Regions from separate parts of the Hordeum vulgare genome. Here region 2 is linked to region 1. A link is a contact called in public Hi-C data. All regions are on one chromosome and are shown on one strand. The core of a region is the stretch at or near the end of the contact, and the rest is flanking DNA. Distances in the headings are between cores, read along the strand shown.

What was found. A called contact is a pair of places that touch in the nucleus more often than the background predicts.
Region 2: a contact with region 1 is called in a Hi-C map of seedling, with 6 times the contacts expected there. The contact joins the promoter of LOC123401502 here to the promoter of LOC123402361 in region 1. A contact is called at or near these places in 2 of 6 Hi-C or Micro-C datasets (leaf and seedling) and 1 of 1 datasets of contacts at active chromatin or transcription factors (embryo).

Annotation. Positions count from the first base shown.
Region 1 is chr6H:335,045,818-335,049,502 of MorexV3_pseudomolecules_assembly, reverse strand. It overlaps LOC123402361 (restin homolog), which reads left to right and starts at 1,747. Exons shown (of 8, transcript XM_045096282.1): 1 at 1,747-2,057; 2 at 2,171-2,362; 3 at 2,478-3,685. The coding sequence starts at 1,914.
Region 2 is chr6H:335,272,298-335,276,060 of MorexV3_pseudomolecules_assembly, reverse strand. LOC123401502 (telomere length regulation protein TEL2 homolog) reads right to left here and starts at 2,188. Exons shown (of 15, transcript XM_045095326.1): 1 at 1,662-2,188; 2 at 1,073-1,162; 3 at 119-336; 4 at 1-17. The coding sequence starts at 320.

The DNA.
Region 1 (3,685 bases), core at 498-2,997:
CCACTACGACTTTATGGGGCGGGTGGTGAATCCTCGTAGACGTGCTGACCGCGTGAGTCACTTCCTTCAAGTTCATCATGAAATTAGAGATGCAGATACTCATCGACAACTAAAAGAAGATCTTATCGAGGAGTGGTGGAAGTAGAATGGAGAACAAGATACTTGAGTTCGTATTTCAATTGCTAATTCGGTTTCGTTTAACATTTGTGTTTGATTTGATGAACATTGTGTTGTAATATGCACTATTTGTTTGACAATTTGGGAATTTTAATTTAGCACGTTTGAATTGATTGTATTTGTGATTCGGTTGCATTTGCACAAATAGAACTAGAAGCACAAAGAATGGGCTATCAAGTTTTTGGGTATCCAAATATGGGTAAGCTTGAAAAGCAGAATTTTTTTTGGATACCCAAACCTTCTCTTCTCTATCCATAATGGTTTTGACTACCCAAAATATGGGTATGCTCTTAGAGATGCTCTTAGGGCGTGTTTGGTTAAATGCATAGCCTCACGCTGCATCGTATCCACCATCCCGACTGAGTCTAGCCAGGTTAACCTGATGCAAAAACGGGTAGAGATGTATGTTTGGTTGTTTGCATGATGTTGGACAGGACAATGTGAGATGGTGTTTGGAAGTCTGTATGAGAAATCGATGAACTCCTGCACCACTAGCGTCCCATGGCGCCGCCGCGACCACGGGTGGTCGGGCCGATCCAGCACAGGTGCGTCTTCCTCTCCGACGCAGCGCCTGCAAGCACACACATCCAGGCGCTGGCGAGCGCATGAGCATGGACGTCCAGCGGCACGGTCGCATCGATCCGGGGGGGTGACCCACTTGAAGAGGGCGCACTTGGAGCCGGGGGAGGCGAGATCTTGCAACACAACGACAGTCAGTCGGTCGGTCGTTCCGGCGCGGCGGCGATCTGAGAGACGGACATTAGAGGGGCGGGGCGGGGAGGGGGCGGGGGCGTACTAGTGCTTGACCCAGCGGGCGGTCGGGCGCGGGCAGCGGCGGAGCGTCTGCGGCTGCGGCTGCGCGGGCGGGTAATAGTAGTAGCCCCCGGCCCCCGCCCCCACCACCGCGTACTCCATGCCTCCTTCCTTCCCTCCGCGCTGCGCGATGCGGCCGCCGGTGCCGTCTCTCTCTGTGTACCGTTTCGCGTTAAGTGGAAGCGCAGGTGCAAGAGCGAGGCTGCATCGCAGGAACGCTCGATTCCTGCGTTCCTCTCAGCCTGGCTGAGGGGCTTGCTTTTGCATCAGCTGGGCCAGGCTGGGGACGCCCACAGGACACCAAACAGGTTAGATTTTGCATGCCCAGTGCGATGCAGATGCGAGCAGAGAAACCAAACACGCACTTAGTGAACCATAGTCTGGTTGGGCGGGGCCCTCCAGAAGTCATTGATCTTACAAGGAGGACTTTAAGAAGAACCATGAGTAATACTACAATACAAGTTTTTAACCGTAAAATAGAAAAATAAAAATACAGAAACCTGCCCCTCCCCTCTCGAGTTTTTTTTCTCTTAACTATCGGCTATGCTGACCGCGGCCTGGTCTCTCGGGTGACTCCCTGTGGCTATCTGTTTTGTGTCCTACCGAAACGTCATACAGTGGTCAACGAGTGTTCACGAATCAACAAAGTGCCCCAACGTCGCACGGAAGCCTTGACCGACAGGTGGGCCGTCGTGGTCCTACCTACTCCAAGAGGCACCGGATGTGACAAATCACCGCCCTACTCGCACTGCCACGTGAACCCCACTTGTCAGCTCGGGGCCTTCCGCAACCTTCGCAGCTCTGCTCCGCGCACCCCCCGATCGGGCCCACGCGCCATCGTCTCCCCCAATTCCTTCTCCCTCCTCCTCGGCGATGGTTTGATCGGATCCACCAGCCCGATCCGGCCCAGATCTGGTGCCGCCATGGCCGACCACTCCGACTCCGATTCCTCCCCCAAGTCCTCTTCCTCCTCGTCCTCCGCCCGCCGACGCTCCCCGCCGCGCGTCCGGGCACACTCCGACGAGGGCGGCAGCAGCGACGGCGTCCTCGTCGAGCTCCCCTCGCAGGTATCATCACCACCGCAGCCAGTTCCAACCGCTCTGCCACCTCCATTTTGACACCCGGGTCCACACGAACAAACGGAACGGCTTACGGAACCTCCTGCCTCTGCACCGTGTAGGATGCGCGGAGCCCCGGGGCAGACCCAGACGCCGGTATCTTCGTCAGCATGCCCGCCGACGATGCCACCAGCGGCGAGACCTTCGAGGATGCCCCTGACGACCTCGCAACCGCTCGCTCGCTCGATGAATCCATCGCAGTCATCGACTTCCCGGACGAGTCTAGCGCCGCTGCCGAGTGCCGCAAGTACAAGGTATTGCTTCCTTTTGCTTTTCACACTAGTTCAGTTCGTGTTATTTTGCACGTGAATTGCGACCTGCCAGCTCCATTCTCTGCCTATAAGATGACGCGAACTGGGCTTGGTTCAGGAAGAGAGAGATGTGTGTGCACGGGAGGCAGCGACGCTACGGAGAATGCTACAGGAGCTGGTGGGGCGGGAAGTGTCAAGTTCGTTGCATGCAGATGATCCTGATGAGAGGGCACCACTGCACTTGATGCTGGATGATTGCTCCAGACTTGTGCTTGAACTGAATTCAATGGTGCGTTCCAGGGAGGAGGAGGTTGACAGCTTACGTGCCAGGGCTGCTGAGGTTCAAGTGTCAAAAGAGGTTGTGGATGCATACCTTGGTTCGTGGAGGCAAGTTTCAGAACTAACAATTGGGCGAATGGTTGCATCGCTCGATGCCGTGGTTGGGAAAGATGCCCTCAGTTTTGAGGGTGCTGATCAAGACGGGATATCTGCTGTTGAAAGGAAGACTTCGTTGCTAACAGAGCGGTACAGGCAAGCTTTATTGGGCATTGAACAACTCGAGCAAGTGTTGGCAGAGGTTAAGCCTGGTTTTGTGGCCACGGGTCAATGCGATCACGCCACTCTTTTCGGTAATGTTTCAGAGGAATTGGTCAGTAGCAAGAGAAACGAAGCAAATTTCATACAAAAGTTGAAAACTTCCATGGAAGAAAACAAAATCCTTACCGAAGAGCTTGAGAAAACGAAAGCTGCTCGAGAGGTAGCAATTGCTGAAGCAGGCAAAACAAAGGCAGAAATTGAGCAGATGGAGCATAAATTATCAGCTACTAAAGAGAAGCTCACCATGGCTGTCACAAAGGGCAAGTCGTTGGTGCAGCATCGTGATTCCTTAAAGCAGACACTGGCTGAAAAAACAGGTGAGCTGGAGAGGTGCATGGTGGAATTGCAACAGAGGTCTGATTCCTTGCAAGAATCTGAGGGCAGGATTGAGGAGCTTAAGATGTTGCTAGATGAAAAGTCAGTGGAACATGAGAAATGTTTGGACGAGCTTAGAGAAACATACAACGCATGGGAAGCTGCTAAGGCAAGCATTGAGCAATTAAATGACGCAAACACCGCACTTACAATAAGTGATGGGGTTCTTCAACGCATCGGAGAGGTTATGTCAGAGGCAACATTTCCAGAGGATCTGCTTTCCTTGGAGATGATTGACAGATTGGAATGGTTGGTTGAACAAAAGAAAATTGCTGACATGGTCTTCTTGGAGCACAGGAAAGTTAAAGATATTCTAGGCTCGGTTGACTTTCCACACTCAGTCTTAACTGGTGA
Region 2 (3,763 bases), core at 939-3,438, 230 kb before region 1:
AGGCTCGTCCAAGGTGCCTGCAAGAGAGCGCACACAGAGGAGAGCGAGTCAGAGACCTTCAAGGACGCGAAGGAGAGATGGGAGTGGGGGTGAGTGGGGCTAGGATTTGGAGCCTCACCAGCGACGGTGGCCGAGTCCACGGGGAAGAGTAGGACAGCAACGGCATGGATCGCGCGGACCACCTCACCGGCGCTCGACGCTGTGGCGACTGCGTCGGCGGCCTCTGCCACCTTGTCCATGACCAGGGCTTCCAAGCGCGTTACTCCGCCGCCACCCTCCAAAGAGGCCGCCGCCATGGCGCTGCTTGGCTTGCTCGCCATGAGAGCACTAGCGGAGCTACACAGAAATAGCTGGGTGTGCCAGCAAATGAGTACACAATTTATTTAAAATTCCAGTGAATCGTACTACTTCATTAGACATTACTCAGCGCTCAACATTTTTTACAAGAACAACAGCCAAACATAAAACAAAAGAAGTCATACCAAATATTAATTCTAGTTGCATATATGAATTAAACATATTGATTTAAAGAAATATAATGTTCAGAAGGAGCATTGACAAGAAACTCCCACAACAACAGTGGCTCAAGAAGAAACAACAAACCATGTCTGGAGGCCGACCATCAGGGAACCCAGATGACTTGCCGGATGCAAGAAAACAAATATTTGAATTCAATTTAAAAAAAATCTACAGCAACCATCTTCTGCACACAAGTGCAAGAAGCTGGAGTCAGCTTTAATGAAACATATCTGAATCAGTCCTATAATTAATACATATACAAGTAAGACACATCAAACTCAACAAAATCACCGAAGATGCTGTGAGCCCGGCAAGCATCTCCAATAGCTTCATGCCTAGCGGCCCGGTGGTGAATACTACCAAACAGCTCACCAAAATTGACGAGAAGAAGTACACATGTTTCATATGATTTGTGGGCGCATTACAAGGACTCAATACCATGTACAGCTATTAAATTGCTACTCGTGGTTAAAATATGACCAAGAACACAAGGACTAATAAACTCAGACGGAGGTAGTAATAGCTAAGAATTTAGAGAAAGAAAGAAAATTACCTACTGCAGGACCTCTGGCTGGGTGGTTCTTGGCTGTGCGATGGATGATGCTGGCAATCCGGTGGTTACTGTTGTGCCGCTGCTGCTCGGCTGCTCCTTGTGGCCCACAATTAGAGACAATAGCCAAAATACCACTATGAGAAACCAAACTTGCCAAAATACCACTATGAAAAACAAACATGCCAATATAGCACTACTTTCAGTTTTCTCTTGCCAAAATACCATTAGTGACTAAGACTAACACCATCCAAAGAAGACTTCTATGCCCTTACCTCTTCACAGCCCAAGTATACATTTCAGCAAACAAAAAGCAGCTACGGTGCAACATTTTAACAGCCAATTGACATGAAAACATCACCAACTCAACATAATCTTACTTTGCATCATCCAACAACAATATAGCCCCTTTTGTACACTCGTTTGCCGTCTACAATCGTCAAGTAAGACTGAACATCTATTTCTACCTTGTAATCGCCCATGGAATCGTTTCTGAAACACATAAACACAGCAAAATCTAAATTTGCTGCACTTGCAATGAGAAAATTCATGGAAAACCGGGGGGGGGGGGGGGGGGGGGGGGGGGGTTTACCTTCTGCTGTTGTGATGTAGTGACTGGCAGCAAGTTGCTGCAGGCAGAGGAGCCGGGCACTGCCGAGAGAGGGGCGGCCGAGCAGGTTGGGGCACCTGCAACCCGTGCCAATGGAGGCACGCGGGAGTCCCGGGGCAGGCGAGCAGGACAGGAGGGCGAGGCAGAGCAGGGACGCAGGACGAGGCGAGCTGCGGCTGCGGGCCGGATGGCGCCGGAGCCCAGCCAGGCGCCGCCCTCGGAGAGGATTGACGGGCGCCGGGCGCCGAGCTGCCCAGGCACGCGACCAGGCAGGAGAAGGCCGGGCGACAGAGGAGGCTAGGGCCGGGGATGGATGGCGGAGAGGATTAGAGGGAGAGGGGAGCTGCGGTCGACGGGCGCCGGGCGCCGGGCTGCCCAGGCACGCGACCAGGCAGGAGAAGGCCGGATGACAGAGGAGGCTAGGGCCGGGGATGGATGGCGGTGAGGATTACAGGGAGAGGGGAGCTGCGGTCAGCCGCCGGCGAGGGCTGCTTCTTCCTCGCGCCGTCATGGCTGTTGGGTGCGGGAGGGCTTTTTTTTTTTAAGAAACAGGGTACGGGAGGGCTGGATAGGGTTAATTTTGAAATAGGAAAAAGTCAAAAACAAACCTTAAGACCCTGTTTGGTTCCAAATAAGTCACCAACTTATAAGCTAAAAAGTGTAAAAGTGACTTATTTTACCAAACAGACCCAACTTATAAGTCACCCCAACTTATCTCTCCCTAATAATAAAGCAAATACTGTTTCTGATCGTCTTGAAAATTATTCCTAAAGTTTGCATAAATTACTTACCATGCCATCGATAAGTAATTAAAAACGTTTCACAAAGCAAAAAATGGCCGGCCCATGTAAAAACCTTCTATATTACCTTCTGCATGCTGGAAGAATTTCCAGCACACCATATGGACCGGCCCATGCACATGCGCCTGCTTTTAGTTCCGTTTATTTATTTATTTTCAGTTTCGTTTTATTTTTTTATTTTAAATAATTAAAAACTTCAAATAATCTTTAATATTTTAATAAACTGAAAATTATAAATCAACATATTTAAAAAATTAAAATGTTTGTGACTTCAAAAACTGCTCGAAGTTTTGTGAAAAATGCTCGCATACACAATAAAATGTTTGCAATTTTAGAAAAATGTTTGTACAATAAGAAAAGTCCATGATCTCAAATACAATTCCATGTAATAAAAATTATTAAAGGCATTTAACAAAATGATTTCTAATTTAAAAATATGTTAATGCATTTAAAAAATGTCTTAAAATTTTAAAAATAGCTAATGCCTGTTTTGATAGTTTCTTTTTTTATTTAACGTTCCATTTTTGTTTATTTATATTTAAATAATTTAGAATTACAAAAACTTTTGCATATTATAAAATAGGAATTTTGATTTAAAATGCTGACGAATTTTTATTTTGAATTAAAAATAGGGTTCAAAAAGAGCGTCGAATTTTTATATTCTTTTGCAAATTTCAAAACAATGTCCATGAATTTAATAAATATATTACTGATTTATAAAAATGTTTGTTCATTCAGAAAAACTTCATGCGTTTCAAAAAATGTTTGTGAATTTAAAATAAAATTCTCCAACATCAAAAATTATGTTCGTCTTTTCTTAAATTGGTCGCCAATTCGAAAGAAAATATTTAAACCCGTTCAAAATATAAAAAATATTCACGATTTTTACTAAATGTTTGTAAATTGTAAAAAATGTTCTCAATTTTAAAATTGTTCCCATATTTGTAAAATTGTTCACAAAGTTCTAATGTATGTAGTTAAACATTAATGCTTCTAAGTCTTTGTGACAATATACATGTGTGAATTTTGAAGAATTAACTGTTGGATGGATCGGATTATTATTGTATGTTTTCTAAGAAAAAATCTTGAAATTCAGAATAAATCTTTGAGTTACCAAGATTTTTGACAACCATGATATATATTTTTTGAAAATGTAAAGATTACTTCAAGCGATGATATGTTAATAAATTTGTGCACAAAATTTCTAAATCAAGCGATGATATGTGAACATAATATGGTCACCATCATTGGAGATTATGTTTTTTTTCGTGGCAACGCTCGGGC